Linked DNA regions of Oryctolagus cuniculus: region 1 is linked to region 2. A link is a contact called in public Hi-C data. All regions are on one chromosome and are shown on one strand. Each heading gives the region's core, a stretch centred on a gene start, on an enhancer-like site or on the middle of the called end of the contact. The rest is flanking DNA. Distances are from core to core; before and after follow the strand shown.

The links. Hi-C and Micro-C count contacts between places; a contact is called where the count stands out from the background.
Region 1: a Hi-C map of embryonic fibroblasts shows a contact between it and region 2, with 8 times the contacts expected there. The contact joins two enhancer-like sites. A contact is called at or near these places in 5 of 6 Hi-C or Micro-C datasets (ear pinna, embryonic fibroblasts, psoas muscle and 2 more).

What each region holds. Positions count from the first base shown.
Region 1 is chr17:35,138,106-35,141,211 of mOryCun1.1, forward strand. It overlaps VMP1 (vacuole membrane protein 1), which reads left to right. Exons shown (of 12, transcript XM_002719255.5): 11 at 2,219-2,321. Among named protein-coding and RNA genes, the nearest start is that of MIR21, 3.2 kb to the right of the region's middle. Within about 2 kb of position 1,751, at least 6 of the 8 cell types and tissues checked have an H3K27ac peak or open chromatin away from gene starts, as enhancers often do.
Region 2 is chr17:35,066,261-35,069,576 of mOryCun1.1, forward strand. The region is part of intron 5 of VMP1 (vacuole membrane protein 1); the gene reads left to right. Among named protein-coding and RNA genes, the nearest start is that of PTRH2, 63 kb to the left of the region's middle. Within about 2 kb of position 1,256, at least 1 of the 8 cell types and tissues checked has an H3K27ac peak or open chromatin away from gene starts, as enhancers often do.

The DNA of each region.
Region 1 (3,106 bases), core at 501-3,000, 72 kb after region 2:
TGGCCCAAGTCCTTGGGCCCCTGCACCCGCATGGGAGACTCGGAAGAAGCTCCTGGCTCCTGGCTTTGGGTTGGCACAGCTCCAGCAGTTGGGGCCAATTGGGGAGTGAACCATCGGATGGGAGATCCCCCCCCTCTTTCTCTTTCTCTCTCTCTCTCCTTCTCCTCTCTCTCTGTAACTCTGACTTTCAAATAAATAAATAAATCTTAAAAAATAAAGTAAATCTATAATGATTGCCAGTCCCTTCTTCTTTCCTCTCAACAGCAATAAAAAATCAGAATCTTTCTAACATTTAGGTTTTGGTCCTTAATTTTCTCTAAAATGATAGTTTAACTGTAGCTATCCTTTAGCGTGTTGTTATTAAGGTCAATGAAGCAATTTATGAAAATGAAAGTTCTTATAAATCTGCTATTTTAAAACCAGTCATTCAGTGTGTGTATTTTACTGGAATTGTTTTTTATCTTCATATCACATATTTCTAGTGTGAATGGGTGAGCTATTTGCATTCCTACCTGTAGTATATATGGAAATATTACTTGAAGTACTTTTTTTCTCCTCTAAAGAAAAAATTTGTCCTGTTGCCCCTTTGTAGTTAGAATCATTGCTGCTAAAGAGCAACACAGCTCAGACACAGCACTTCTGGTCGACCTTACTCATGAAAGGCCCCCGGCAAGTCTGTGCGTGAGAGCCGGAGCCCGCGGGCTGAGACTTCACCGCTTCTGTCTGATGACTGTCTTAGGTCTTCTGGTCTGCTCAGTGCAGGTGTTGGTCTGCTTGGGCCTTTTTGCACATCCTTCAGTTCACTTCACCCTACACTGATCTCTTTTCCTCCAGTACTTTCAGCTTATATCTTCTGTACCAAATGATTTAGGATTGAATTGTTAATTTATCTTACTCATAACTCAGTTCCTATGTGCATGTGTTAAATCCCCATAATGATCTTCTTCTAAGTTCCTGGTGGGCACGGACCAGTTCTTCCAGTTTCCCCCCACCGCCAGTCCCCCATTGCATCTATTACTCCATTCAGTGTTTACTGGTTGGTAAATTCATAGGATCAAAGAAAAGTATTAGCCAGGATTTAGGGCTGTATTGGTTTCTGATAAATGTAATAGAAAAAAAAAAAAACCTCCCTTCTGCTGGTCTCTAATTTATTACAAAAAGCAGCAACTGAATAAATGGAGAGAAGAGGTGAAGTTACTTTGTACACTCAGCAGGAAGAGCATTAAGCACTGCTACAAATTCATAATGGAGTACCTTTTGCAAGCTCTAGGAAAAGAGATTGGGTTTGTTTGCCTTTCATCTGAAGTGTGACAGAAGAGAAAATAAAGGGTACAGAAAATAGAGGTGTTTGATTTTCTAAGTTGCCCTAAGTTACTATTGTAAAAACCCCTGCAGTCTAAAACGGGAGCCTGGGAGCTGCAGTGGCCAAACCGGTTTAACAGCCCTCCCTCCAGGCATTCTGGGTGAGAGGGAGCTCTCAATACACAAACTTATCAAAGATCACTGTCCCAATCAGCTCAGAACAAGCTGTTTAGTAATGTACTGGAGATTCTGTGCAAATCATCTGCCATAAACCATGAAATGATTCAAGGTTCAGAGTTCCTTCTTTGTTCCTTTGTTAATCACTGACTTCTGACTAGGGGGAGGTGCCTCCCAAATTCGCTAATGCATTCTTTTTGGATAAGGATGACGCACGGATTGTCCTAATAAGGACTTAGATTGAGAAAGAACCGCCCCCTCTGAGAAGATGGGACAAGTCAGGGAGAGGGCGGGCAGTTTCTTTTTTAACTAGGGATGACACAAGCATAAGTCATTTCCTTATTAATCGGTTCAAACCAGTTCTTACAGGAACTGGTGGTGATAAATGTGGGACTTCTCAGAAGTCATTCATTTTCTTCTTTGTGCCACCCCAGTGTGCAGCGTCAGCTGCGCCGGCCTCACTCTTGTTAGAAGTAGCTCCTGGTTTGCAGCTCTGAGTTTATCCCAGACTTGTTGGTGGGAGAGATTTTTCTCCTGGAAGGGGCTGTTAGAAGGAAGAATTTATGTCCACTAACAAGAGTTCCCAGGATCTCGACAGCTCTCTGATTGTTATTTTATTCTTCTTCCTACCTATTTTGTTATTTTTGAAACCAGACGGTAAGTAGATTTTCTTTAACGTTTTTCTACTTTTCTTCCCAAATGTTATCTTCTGCCGTGGGCTGCCGTGCCCTGCTTCCAGTGCTGTCCCCGGCATAGGTCCGTCTCTGCAGAAGCCATTCCAGGACTACCTGGAGGCGCAGCGGCAGAAGCTTCACCACAGAAGTGAACTGGGCACAGCACAGGTGAGCCTCCTCTCCCCTCAGGCAGCTCGCGCACTCCAATTTCGGTGTATAGATTGGGGTTCGTTCGCCAGTTTCCTAACAGAGGTTGAGGCTCTGTGTGGTCTCTCCTAGGAAATTTGTCTTTGTCTGAAACCTGTAGTATAACTTTTCTGTTTTGTACATCTTCTCCCAGCAACAAGGGTAGGGCTAATGAAAAGTAATGGCTCTGCAACGTAGAGTGAAGGAGTTGCTGCCTTGATCTTAAATGATTTATTAGTAGGCTCTCCTGAGTAGATTAAAACCATTTTAATTTTCCTCATAACAGAAATATTAGGCTTAGTGCGATAGCTTGAATGTCCCACTTTGGTATTTTCACTATTTTTCTTTTCAGCTGTGGGAAAATGATACTTTCTTTATACACTAAGACTCTTAACATTGCTGAACTTTAAAACTTAAACTGAGCCTGCCTTCTCTGTAAACAGCCCTCTGGCAAGGGGAAGTGACTAGAACAGGATGAGTAAGCAGTAACCTGAAGTGGGAAGCTTTTCTTTAATGGCCTCGAGGACACATGCTTCGTGTGGTCCTTTGCTGCCCTCCGTTGTCCAAATGTGACTTTAGAAAATAAAAGCATTTATATTTTAAAGACAGTTCCCGGGATGGGAACTGGGAGATGGAAAATGTCTAGCTCTCTTGACAATAATTGGAGAGTGCCTGACTGCTTCAGAAACGAGTTTAATCAGAGATTTAATTCTTAGGTCACAGTGAAAAGATGAGAGATGAACTCAACATTTGCCCAGTCATTCCGA
Region 2 (3,316 bases), core at 6-2,505:
TAACAGCAACAGGAACTGTGGCACTTGGCAGTGAGAATTGTATCTCAGACATGATCCTTTTGTGTTTGTAAATTGGGAATTATCAATTTACATGACAAGATGATTCAGGAACCATTTTTAAGCTGTATGTACCATTAATGATTTATAAAGTTATTTATATTTAACAATAACAAAGAGGATGAGTCCATAGGCTGCAATCTACAGCCTTATATAATGTGATACACACACATACACACACACACACACACAGTTTTGGACACTAGATGGAGCAGTTTTCTGAAGAAAGTCTTAACAAAGCCCCATATCCTGTTCAAATAAGCTCAGCTCTTAGTCAAAGAAATATAAAGAGAAAACTATCAACAGTCATTGTGTAAGTTTAAAAAGCACCCGAATATTTAGCTATGAGAAGAGGTTGAATGTATTTTATAGCAGTTTCTCTCTTTAGTGTATATTTAATGATTGGATTTCATCACATTTGGGAATCAAGATCAGGGATTTTCATCTGTTTTAAGCATTAGAATTGTCCTTTCTAAAAAAGTTTGGAAGTAGAGAAGTTTGAAAATATTCACTTACATTGTAGAATAGATCCGGTTTTATTAGAAGCTTATGAACCATTTTTAATATGACCATTTTAGTAGAAGTACTTGACTATTTCTTGTAAATTATACAAAGAAAGCTGTGAGATATTACCCATATGTAAGACTCGGAGGCCTGTTTCTGCTTTAAAGTTTGGAATTATTTCACCACTAAAATATGTGGTAAAAAAATGTCCCTCTTAAATGTCTGACATCCTGATTACTTTCTCATATTTATGAATACCTCTGGATGTGGTACCCTGTCTACTTTTATAACCAAGTTCTTTATAGTATTGTGTGCTGCTTTTTAAAGCTGTTTTTCCCTATGTGTATACATTTCTGATTCTTTTTTACTTCGTGGCTATTTATTACTGAAAGTAAATGGGAAAACTGCATGGATATGTATTAAAATTAAACAGTGTAATAATTTGGAAGTGAAATATTATAGTAATTATTAATGCCATAGGGTAAATTAATTATTTTTAATAAGATTGTTACCAAACTTCCTCACTATCATTTCTGCTTCATTTATTTAAAAAAAAAAAAAAAGAGGAAGAAGTTTTCAGAAGCTAAGGTCTAGCATGACTCTGATACTGCTCACTGTAAGTGTAATGACTGTGTCTGTCTACAAGCATGTCGTGAGTCAGGGTGCTTGTGGGAAGACCAACAGGCACTTGTTGGAAAAGGTCTGTTTGCCTTTTGTTTGTTGGGGGCATTCTAGCTCTTCTCGTTGTCTCTCCCAAAGAGTGACTCAAGGTATTAACTCTTGTGAATATCACTAAATCAAAAAAAGAAACCAAGATCTCTAGGACACAGGACTGGATTTTCATCAAGCAGAAGGATATGCACAGTCTACCTAACTTCCTGCCCTTAAGACACTGTTTATTAATGTGTTCTTAAAATGAAAGCTAGGAGGATTCTGTTATTAAGTCCCTTCTGTTTGATATAAATTTTAAACAATTTAACATTATTTTTTAGCTCTCTCCATAAATATGTAGGCAGTCTGTTTCTCCTAAACACTTAAGTCAACCTTGTCACGATCAAAAGTTGCTTAGGCTTAGAAAAGAAAGGAGAAAGATGTCTTTACGTAAATATAGATTAATTCAATATAATAAAAATAGCTTCAAAGACTGTACCTTATAACTTGGAGCATGAAATAATAGAGTTTATACTTCTTTTGTCTTGGCTAGCCATTTTGTACTTAGGTGTTTATGAAAATTTTCATATTCTAGCCCTGAGACTAGGTGGCACAGGCATTATAATAATATTATTAGGTTTTTTTGTTAAGTGTGAAAGATGAGACAGAAGTCTGGGTGTACCTAGTAATTTACTAACAGACTTAGAAAACTGAAAGCCGCTTTGCCTGATGCCAAGTTTACTACTTTTTGACCCAGTGTACTGCATTTTACAGAGAGGGACTGAGCATAACTTAGGTCTTTTTCACAAAAAAGAGTATAAATAGTAAACTTTACAGTGCCCATTTGGAATCAGCAGTTTTACACTTTAGCCTTATAGAATTGTTTGCTGTAGGCCATAACCTTCAATAAATCATTTTCTGATCTGATGAGAAAAACGATTTAAAACTGTGAGTAGAATTCCTATGTTTGAAAAAGGGTTTCCACAGTCCACTAAAAGTTGAAATAAAAGAAAACAAAGGGTTTGCAAGTCATTACAGACAACAGTTTGTCATCTCTGTTCATTTATTTATTACCCAGATATTCCTAATGAATCACATTCCAGCTAACCACTGACTCCTTTTGTTCCTTAGTGAAGGAGTGTGGCAAACAAATGTTTTCCCAGTGAATCAGCACAGGATTCTTGATTTTATTACCTTTGCCCTAAACTTCCAGACAAAACCAATTGAAAATTTTGCCTTTGGTATCTCACTTGACTTCTATGTACACATGATGGATTGGGCCATGAACTGATGTTACAGATGTTGTGCAAACAATTTCAGTCTGTAGGAATGTTTTATCAGTTCTGAGAGAGCTGCCTGTCTGTCTCTCTTGTCTGCTCGTCTTCCTTGTAAATATTCATGCATACACAAGTCTTATTGTGAAATCTTGACCTTCATCTTGAGTGATAAAACAACATTGGATAAGTTCATCTCAGAATTAATATGACCATTTTAGGTTTTTAATTTTTTGAAAGATGTTTCTTTAAGAAGTGGCTAAAATAAGCCCAACAGTATCCCAGATTTCTCTCTGGTCTCTTGTAGATTATATACTGTATTTCCTAGTGAAATGTGGAAATGGCTGTAACATTTTCAATCCCTTCAGTGCTACAAACTATATAATAAAGAAGCTGCAAATATAGTAAATCATCAGCTACTCTAGTATAAATTTTTTAAAAAGCTTGAAAATTTCAAAATCTAGAAAACTATTTAAAATTATGCAGCATTGCTCATACTAGTTTGTCATTTTATAATTTTTCCCCCCACAGATTAAAGGGTGAGTATACAGAAACTTCAAAAGTTCATAGGAAATGGAATTAAAAGATAAGTTTGTTTTGCTGCAAAAAAATTTTGAAATCCATGTATACAAAGGCATCTTCAGAAAGTTCATGAAAAATAAGTATTATGAAAAAGCTGCATGGATTTAAAAATTTTTGCACCGAGATAAACTTATCTTTTAATTCTGTTAAGAGAGAGTTAAAAGTTTTCTTCAGTGCCACATTAGGATATTTTTGTTTGGTATAATTTCAAGAATGATAATTTTACTTCTTTAGGATAGGTTTTTTTT